2 separate regions of the Mus musculus genome follow, and region 2 is linked to region 1. Evidence: chromatin contacts called from public promoter capture Hi-C data. All regions are on one chromosome and are shown on one strand. The core of a region is the stretch at or near the end of the contact, and the rest is flanking DNA. Distances in the headings are between cores, read along the strand shown.

What was found. Promoter capture Hi-C pulls out the DNA fragments that hold promoters and counts their contacts.
Region 2: a contact with region 1 is called in a promoter capture Hi-C map of stem cell-derived epiblast-like cells, with 2.1 times the contacts expected there. The contact joins the promoter of Slc22a4 here to the enhancer-like site in region 1. A contact is called at or near these places in 2 of 39 promoter capture datasets (the 3T3-L1 cell line and stem cell-derived epiblast-like cells), 1 of 484 Hi-C or Micro-C datasets (nephron progenitors), 3 of 115 datasets of contacts at active chromatin or transcription factors (bone marrow-derived dendritic cells, bone marrow-derived macrophages and pancreatic cancer cells) and 1 of 9 other capture datasets (adipose tissue).

What each region holds. Positions count from the first base shown.
Region 1 is chr11:53,740,574-53,744,674 of GRCm38.p6, forward strand. No RefSeq gene overlaps it. Among named protein-coding and RNA genes, the nearest start is that of Mir7671, 21 kb to the right of the region's middle. Within about 2 kb of position 1,933, at least 9 of the 459 cell types and tissues checked have an H3K27ac peak or open chromatin away from gene starts, as enhancers often do.
Region 2 is chr11:54,025,989-54,030,089 of GRCm38.p6, forward strand. Slc22a4 (solute carrier family 22 (organic cation transporter), member 4) reads right to left here and starts at 2,116. Exons shown (of 10, transcript NM_019687.4): 1 at 1,596-2,116. The coding sequence starts at 1,988.

The sequences.
Region 1 (4,101 bases), core at 683-3,182:
AAATTCTAACAACTTGTCTTTTGAATAATTATTATCAAATTTGCCTAAAAAATTTGTCATGCAATAGGTCAAACATCAGTATCCTGCAATTATCAATTTAACTGCTGTTTGAAATAAGAAATAAATGTCTCATCAAGTTCTTTGCCAAAATACTTTCATGACTCTATCCTACAATTCTGTATTAACACAGCAACAGCTTCATAATAGGGCGTGCAAACTTTACTTGGAGACAAAGAAAAATGGATCCACATTAATGGTCCCTTTGGCCTAAGGACTGCTGTGAAACAGTCAACCATTGCTCATAGTCTATATAATGTATCTGCTGTTGGCTAATACCTTCCTCTGCTTTCTGCAAAGCTATTTGTCCATCATTGGTTAATTGTTCAGGGAACTAGTATTTGCATCCCCCCTGAGAATACAAACAGACAGAGATTTAAGTTCTCCTGTGGTGAGCTTAAGGTGAGGTCTTAGCCAATTAACATCTCCTAGAAGCTTTTGAAAATCATTTAAGGTAAGTAAATTATCTTATTATCTTTGTGTGTGTGTGTGTGTGTGTGTGTGTGTGTGTGTGTGTGTTGAGACAGGGTTTCTCTGTGTAGCCCTGGCTGTCCTAGAACTCACTCTGTAGACCAGGCTGCTGGCCTCAAACTCAGAAATTCGCCTGCCTCTGCCTCCCAAGAGCTGGGATTAAAGGCGTGCACCACTACTGCCCGGTTGTAAATTATCTTTTCTTACTTGGATTTTCTGTGCTAATTTGTTTAGGATATAACTGATGTCCCAACTATTGAAAAAGATATCGCCTTTGAATCTTTTCTGGAGCAGCAACTACTCCAAAATTTTAAAGTGTGTTGTATAAGAAGAGAAAGGCTTGTGGTAAAACGCCTTCAGAGGGATCCGTTAATAAAATATCCATATAACGAATAGTATACACTGAAGGATTCAAAGTCCTAACCTCCTGCACTGAAGCAGAAACACATTTTTGACGTAATGTAGGGCTATCTGATATTCTTTGAGGCAAAACTTTTTAATGATATCACTTCATGAGTTATTCAAAATTACAAGCAGACACACTAAATGTAAACCTATTACAACCATCAAGACACAAAGGAATAGTATAAAAACAATCTTTTAAATTTATAATAATTTTATAGCTATTTTTTGGAATGGCAGCTGGAGTAGGTAAGCCAGGTCATAATGCCCCCCTAAGTTCCTAGTTTCATTAACCTTTCATACATCTTAAGTTTGGACTTTGTTTTGGATTAATGGAATAACCAACCCCTTGGAGGTGAGAGAGAACATCAGCTCCAGTGTCTATTAATCCTTCAAAACTTTTTTCTTCAATTAGTAATTTAAGGTTAGGTCCCTCATTATAACAGACTGGACCCAGTACACATCAGAGGAACCAAAGCCATCTTGTCTTCTCTTACTCTTTTTTTTTTTTTTTTTTTTTTGGTTTCTCGAGACAGGGCTGTCCTGGAACTCACTCTGTAGACCAGGCTGGCCTCGAACTCAGAAATCCGCCTGCCTCCCAAGTGCTGGGATTAAAGTCCTCTCCTACTCTTAACACATTTGGAAGGTAGCAGATGCAAGGGAACTAAAACAAGTTGAGCAATTCTTCTGTTAGTAGGTACAGTTATAATGCCATGGGGAGAAGCAGCCATAATTCTAATTTCTCCTGCATAATCATTATCTATAACTCCAGGATAGATATGTAGTCCTTTTATAATAGTGATGTTTTGGCCTAAAAATAACCCCAAGGCCCCTGGAGGCAAGGAACCAAAAACTCCTATAGGCAGGGTTTGAACTCCCATTTCTGGGGTCAGGACTGTGTAGGTGGTGGGACTGAGGTCCAATCCTGTGCTTACTGGGGTTGCTCTGATTTTCTTGGCTAGGAAACTGCCTGTTGTGAGTGCCTTGAGGTCTGAGGCTGACCCTTCCTCCAGTTTCCTGACAAGGGACAGCTTTGTTTATCAGGTTCTGTCTTGGCTTTGTTCGGACAGATGGGGGCACACAGGCTGCATTAGCACTCTCATAAGCCAATTATGTAACAAAAGGAACTCCAGCCTGAGGATCTCCAAAAATTCTACCAGCTGCTTTTAGCAGTCTATCCACAAATTCCTGAGGCGGTTCATCGGGACCTGGTTCATCGGGACCTTGTTCGATCCCAGATAAACTCCCACTGAGAGCTCCTTTCCAATCTTGGGGGGTTAAATTTGCTTCTACCACTGTATCCAATAAAGCTTGTATAAAAGGGGTAGCAGGTCGGTACTATGCTATAGCTGTTTTAAACTCTTTTATTACTCTTGCAATCATCTTCACTTGCTTAATTTTTTCTTAATTACAAGTATGGGTGAGTTAAAAATCATGAGCTTGTAATTGAATTGTAAACTGCAACTAATGGAACATTGGCAGTTTAACTATATTTTTAAGTTTCTTTTTCAACATAGAGCATACCCATAATTTTGGAAAACAAAGCCCAGTTTTAAACAATCTTTTCTCTCTAAAATCAATACCAAGAGCATTACTTTCACGATACAAACTTTGGCTGCCAGTTTTTATATATGAGTGCATGACAGTGCAGCTTTTAATACCTCATTAAAGAGACATTGTTTTAAATCCTATCCTTCATAAGTCTAGTTTCTAGGATAAGAAATACATAAAATATTATCCCAATTTAGAAGTATCTTTAGAGACATATTTTCCTGGGTTGGCTCATGCCACGTGTTATTTAGAATGACTCCAACCCTGAGTTACCAGTTTTAAGCCAACTTTCTATTACCAAAGTTACAAAATTTTAATCATACCAAATAACTTATAAGCCAATACTCTATAACCAAGACATGTATAACATATTTATACTTTTAAAACCAGTCAGAAACAAAAATGAAGTGGCCACACACATCTTATATATTTAGACTAAACAAAATTTTCTTACTTTTTCTAGCTGTAATTTCAAGAGAGGAGTGCCTTGCTACTTTTTGAACCCAATTACAGAGTTTTTTTGCAGGGTAACTTCTCAGTTTCTGCAGTGCAAATTGAGTGCCTTTTAAACAAGTTAAACTAAAGCAAGGAGGGGGGGGGGGTACGAGGGACAGCCAGCAGATAAGTTTATCCATTTTTTCTTTTGAACATGAAGCACAGAACACCAACCATTCAAACAAAAGACAAAACCAGGCATAAATGGACAGACATGGACAGATTAGCGCACCAAGGACAGACAATAGACAGAGAGGGAAGAGAACTTGATGTCCCAAAGGGACCCAAATACCCTACTTAAGAGATCCAGAGCCAGAACTAAGGATATCTCCAGTAGGAGCCAGAGAAGAAGCAGGACATCTCTCCCTCCTTCCTCCTGTCCCTAGGAGAGCTCTGAAAGAGCTTTTACCATCCCTACTTCTGGAAACTATGGACACCACAAATCTACTTGAGCTAAGAAGTTTTCTAACATCTGTTTTTTAAACCCTGCTCCTCTTGCCTGAAGCAGCTCTTTTAGGCTGAGAACAAATGCCTGTTTAGAATTCCCCTGTCCCATTGCCATTGCGCTGTCACTCCAAGGTGAAGTCAGCGTCCGGTCAACACCTCTTCAACCTAGCCTTATCCCCTCAAATGCACCGCCTGCAACAACAGCCTCCAAAAAATAAAGTTTATGATTAGCACTCGCATTCATGCTGTTCTTTGCTTACCATGCAGGATACTGTTACTTTTCTTCTGTTTTCTGTGGAGCTCCACACAAGGTAGCGTGTGGGACTGTGAAAGGCAGCCTGTGTTCTAGTTGAGCAAAGCTTACGCTGGAGACCCAGTAGAAAACTCTACAAGGGACAGAACAGTGAGCCACATTCCCAGACATAGATGCCTGACACCATGGAGCCCCCAACTTCATAATCCTGTGACTATCAGTCATGCAGACAAAGTCCCAAGCTCCCGGCATTCTGGCTAGACTCCACCCTCACAGTTACCTGACAATAGCCAGGTATGCTCCTCCCCACAGCTACCCTGCAACTGCAAGATAGTCCAGCCCACTATAAAAGGGGCTGCTTGGCCCCTCCTCGCTCCCTTAAGCTCTCACCTCTTTTATTCTCATCTCTAGCTCTCTTTCTTCTC
Region 2 (4,101 bases), core at 866-3,365, 290 kb after region 1:
CACAGCTGCCACCCTTGACTAGGTGTTCTTTTGTAATAGTGACTTCCATAGCTTTCTCCCAATCTTGCTTTCCATAGCAGCTAGAGCAAACTCTAAGAACAAGGGGTTTGGAGAGTTGATATTCATCTGTAGTTCTCTTTAGGAGGCAGAGGCAAGAGGATCCCTGTGAGTTCAAAGCCATTCTGCCTTGGTGATGCACTGAGTTACAGGCTAGACAAGACGATATCCTGTGGCCTTGTCTCAAAAGAAGAAAATAAAAACATACACCCTAGGTTTGCTATTTCCACAGTTCTCAAAATACAGTCAACATTTCAGAATACCCAGAAGCTGGCTGGTCCTAGAGGCAGTTCTGGTCTCTTACCCTTCCCTGAATGCCACCTACGGTATCAACAGGGCTCTTATTCCCAGAACCAGTCACATTCTTGGCTAGATAGGACTGTCTCTTAGCTCCAGATTTGCTTCACACTCCTTCCCGCAGTCTATCCAGATCTAGTTATTCCACAAAGAGAAAGGAGTTTATTTACCCAAAGTCACACATAAAACAAGCTATGATTTGAATTTTTGGCTCCTGAAGGCCAACAGCTAAGTAGGGCTGACATCAGCTCTCCTAACAACACAGCTGGCATGCCCACAGGCATCAGAGCTCTGCAGGTGGGACCCACACCCTAGCTGTCTACACCCTGGGGCCAGACACATTTTCTGTTGACTGCTCTGTAGTGCTGAGGGAAAGAGATAAGAAATTGAGGCTGTTGTTCCCAGAGATCTCATTGGGAGGAACCTAGTTGGTTTTTTGTTTAACCAGCCTAGGGAAAAAAAAAGACAGACCAGAAGCAGCAATGGTGGGAAGGCAGATTTTCTACCAGCTTGACCAACAGCAGGTAATCAGTTCTGGGTGATGCTCTTGCCAGAAACAGTGCTTGTCTTATCTGTTATGACCTGGTCCTCAGCAAATACGCAGCAGGAAACTAAGAGGGAGTAGTAGGTCCACATTCAGACTCTGGTGACTTGGGGAACCTATTCCCTGATCACTTAGAGGTAAGGCAGTGGGCTCAGCTGGAGCCTTGATCACCAGCTTACACTTCCCTCAGAAGTACGGGTCTTTCCTTGAGTGTCCAAAGGCCAGGTTCTAGTTTTGACTCCTTACATCCAACCAGTGTCAAGGAAGGGGCTGCTGCCTCTTTTTCGAGAAAGTGGGGGCCTCGACATAGAGGCCCTTCTGTCTCAAGACCCTTCCTTGTGTCCATCAACAGACCACTGTAGCCATTCTCTGTAGCAAGGAAATAGCTATGACTATAAATCAAGACAGTCTGGTTTGGCCTGCCCAGGGAAGCACCAGGGCTCTTGGGAAACTCTGTTGTGAAACTCAGAAAGGAAAAGGCAGTTGATGACAACACTCTCTTTTTTTCATCCCCTCCATGCCACACAGAAATTCATCAGCTCTGAGTGTGCGCTGAGAATACACTCACAACCCCACTCTGTGCCTGGAAGTTTTGAGACAGTAGGTGACACTGACCCAGGCACTGTCAGGGGCTGTTGGGGGCACGGATGCAACGGAGTCTCCATTCCCAATGTCCAGCTCCAGCACTACCACCTACCTCTGTCACGATGGTGGACAGGAAGATGTCCTTGTCGTACTCCCAGCCATCCAGGCAGCTCTCCTGCTCCAGCTGCTCCAGATCCACGTCCTGTCCTGGCTCCAGCCCCATCGCAGAGAAGTTGGCGATGGTGGCCAGTCGGTAGCGGCGGCAGCTCTGAGGCACCTGTCGTCCGTCCTTCGTCTCCAAGGGGATGCTGTGGTTGCGCCAGGAGCTGCTCAGGTTCACAGTGTCAGGAACCAGGCAACGGTGCTCGGGGGTCCCCGCCAGGAACACGACTGACATACCATTGAAGCCATTGGGGATGATGCTGGCGCTGAGCAGAAAGAAGATGAGGCGCTGGAAGGGCCCCCACTCGCCCAGGAAGGCGATCACCTCGTCGTAGTCCCGCATGTTTCCACCTCTCCTCCTCAGCTTGCGTGAGGGAGGTGGGTGGAGAGAAAGGATTCAGCGATTGCGGCGCGCTGAGGGGATCTTCCTAGGTGGCTGCGTGCAAACACGCCGTGGGTGCTGCAAAACTCCCAGGGGTTGGCGCGGAGCGCCGGGAAGCCGAGTCCTCTGGACCACACCCCCGTGCGGCTAGGCAGCGAAAGGCCACTGCACTCCACCGATCTGGGCGGAGCTCTCGGGCCGGCTCAGCCTCCTGCTCCGTTCCTTGCACCCAGCGGCCTTCCACGCAGGCCTCCCGCCCGGAATCGGCCGGACAACGCGCGTGCAGCTAGGAGCTCCGGCTTTCTCGGCCCCACGTGGGAGGGAGAGCGACAGGGAGGAGCGTCCCGAAAGCCAGGCCTAGCCCGGAGCAGGAGTTCGTTGCTCCACAATCCCAGCCTGGATTATGAGCAGGCGGACCGGTCAGTTAATCAAGTCTGCGCTCCCAAGAGACCTGTGTGGGGGACAGGAGCGCCACCTCTTCACACACACCAGCGTGGGAACTCACTTATGAACCTTAGCATGGCCGTAGTCCATCACGGGACGGCGGCGGCCCGAGAAGCGTCCTTGGAAAAGCAGGATCCTCACCTTGCAAAGAGGCGACTGTGGACCTGGAGCCAGAAAAGGATGTGCGAGGTCATGCTGAGTCAGAGGCGCGCCCTGGATTAGAAGGGCTGGATCACGGGCCCCTGAGTCGTTCTAGTGTCCTTTCGAAAGATTCCCTGTGGCCTTTATAGAGACACCAGAGGGAAGTCGGCCCACTGAGGGAGCATAGAGGAGTCACCACGCCTGGGCTCGGTGTTTGTCCTTTTGCACTCTCGGGGCACCCGGAGTCCTTTATTGCGGCACGGTGCCAAAGCCTTCTTGGACTGAAAGGCTATTTGCAGAAAGGCCCATTCTAGTCTAGGAACAGAGGGAGGAAGGGACAGAGAGAGGACAAACTGGTGAGATTTGGCCCTCAGAACTGGCAGGGTAACCAAAAGCGGGATTGCCTTTTTTCTCTCTCTGCTCAGTATTCACATCTAAGGTCCTGGGCACAGTGTACAAGCTAGCCCAAGCTAGAGCTGGGCTCCCCTAGCCTGGGATCCACAGGCCTGGAGAGACTGTAAGGCTGAGTAGCCCAACACTTTGCACAAACCGGGTTGTCTCATCAGACTCTGGCAAGGAACTGAAGGAGACTTCTGCTTTTTTCTTTGTTTTTGTTAGTTTCCCCCATGAGTCCTACTGTTAGGCTGACTTCCCACCAGTAACTTACATTTCTTTTCCTGTCATTTAAGCCGCATCTCCTAGTATGCCAGGACACTAGCTTTTTACTTTTGTTCGTTTGAGACAGGGTCTTCGGATGTAGCCCTGGCTGTCCTGGAACTTGCTATGTAGACCTGGCTGGTCTTGACTCACAGAGCTAGCTCTGCCTGTCTCTGCCTCCCAAGTGCTGGGATTAAAGCTGTGCACTTCTGTGCCTGGATCCGTGCTTATTAATCCAGTGAGAGTACTCGCAGGGTTTCTTTACTTCTGAAATGCTTGAGTGGTGGTGTGTTGTGGTCGGAATCTCACTTAGGTTCTGTTCTTCCACTTCAAATTACTAACAAACATAAACAGAGTCAAGAACTAGCTGTTTATTTTTTGAAGAATGATTCCCAAAGAACAAGACTGAAGGACTGAGGAGAGTGAGCAAAGAAGATGAAGCCACCACACAGAATGAAGATGAAGTCACCACAAGACACAGAATTGAGCTGGGCCTTGGCAGGCTGCAGGGTCAGTGCCCACGCCATGCACAGGAACCCTCTTGGAACCTGAGGTCCAATGAATGAGCAGTGCCATCTGCCTCAAAATGTTGGCACTGATGTCAAACATGTAGTATATACCTATAATCCCAGCAATGGGTAGGTCAAAGTAGGATGATTTTAAGTTCAAGACCAACCTGAGCTATGGTAAGACCATGTGTCAAAAAAAAAAAACAAAACAAAAAAAAAAAACCAAAAAAAACCAAAAACCAAAAACGTTACAAAAACAAACGAACAACAACAAAAAAATGTTTTTAGCATTTTTAATAACACTAAACGTATCATTACACTTG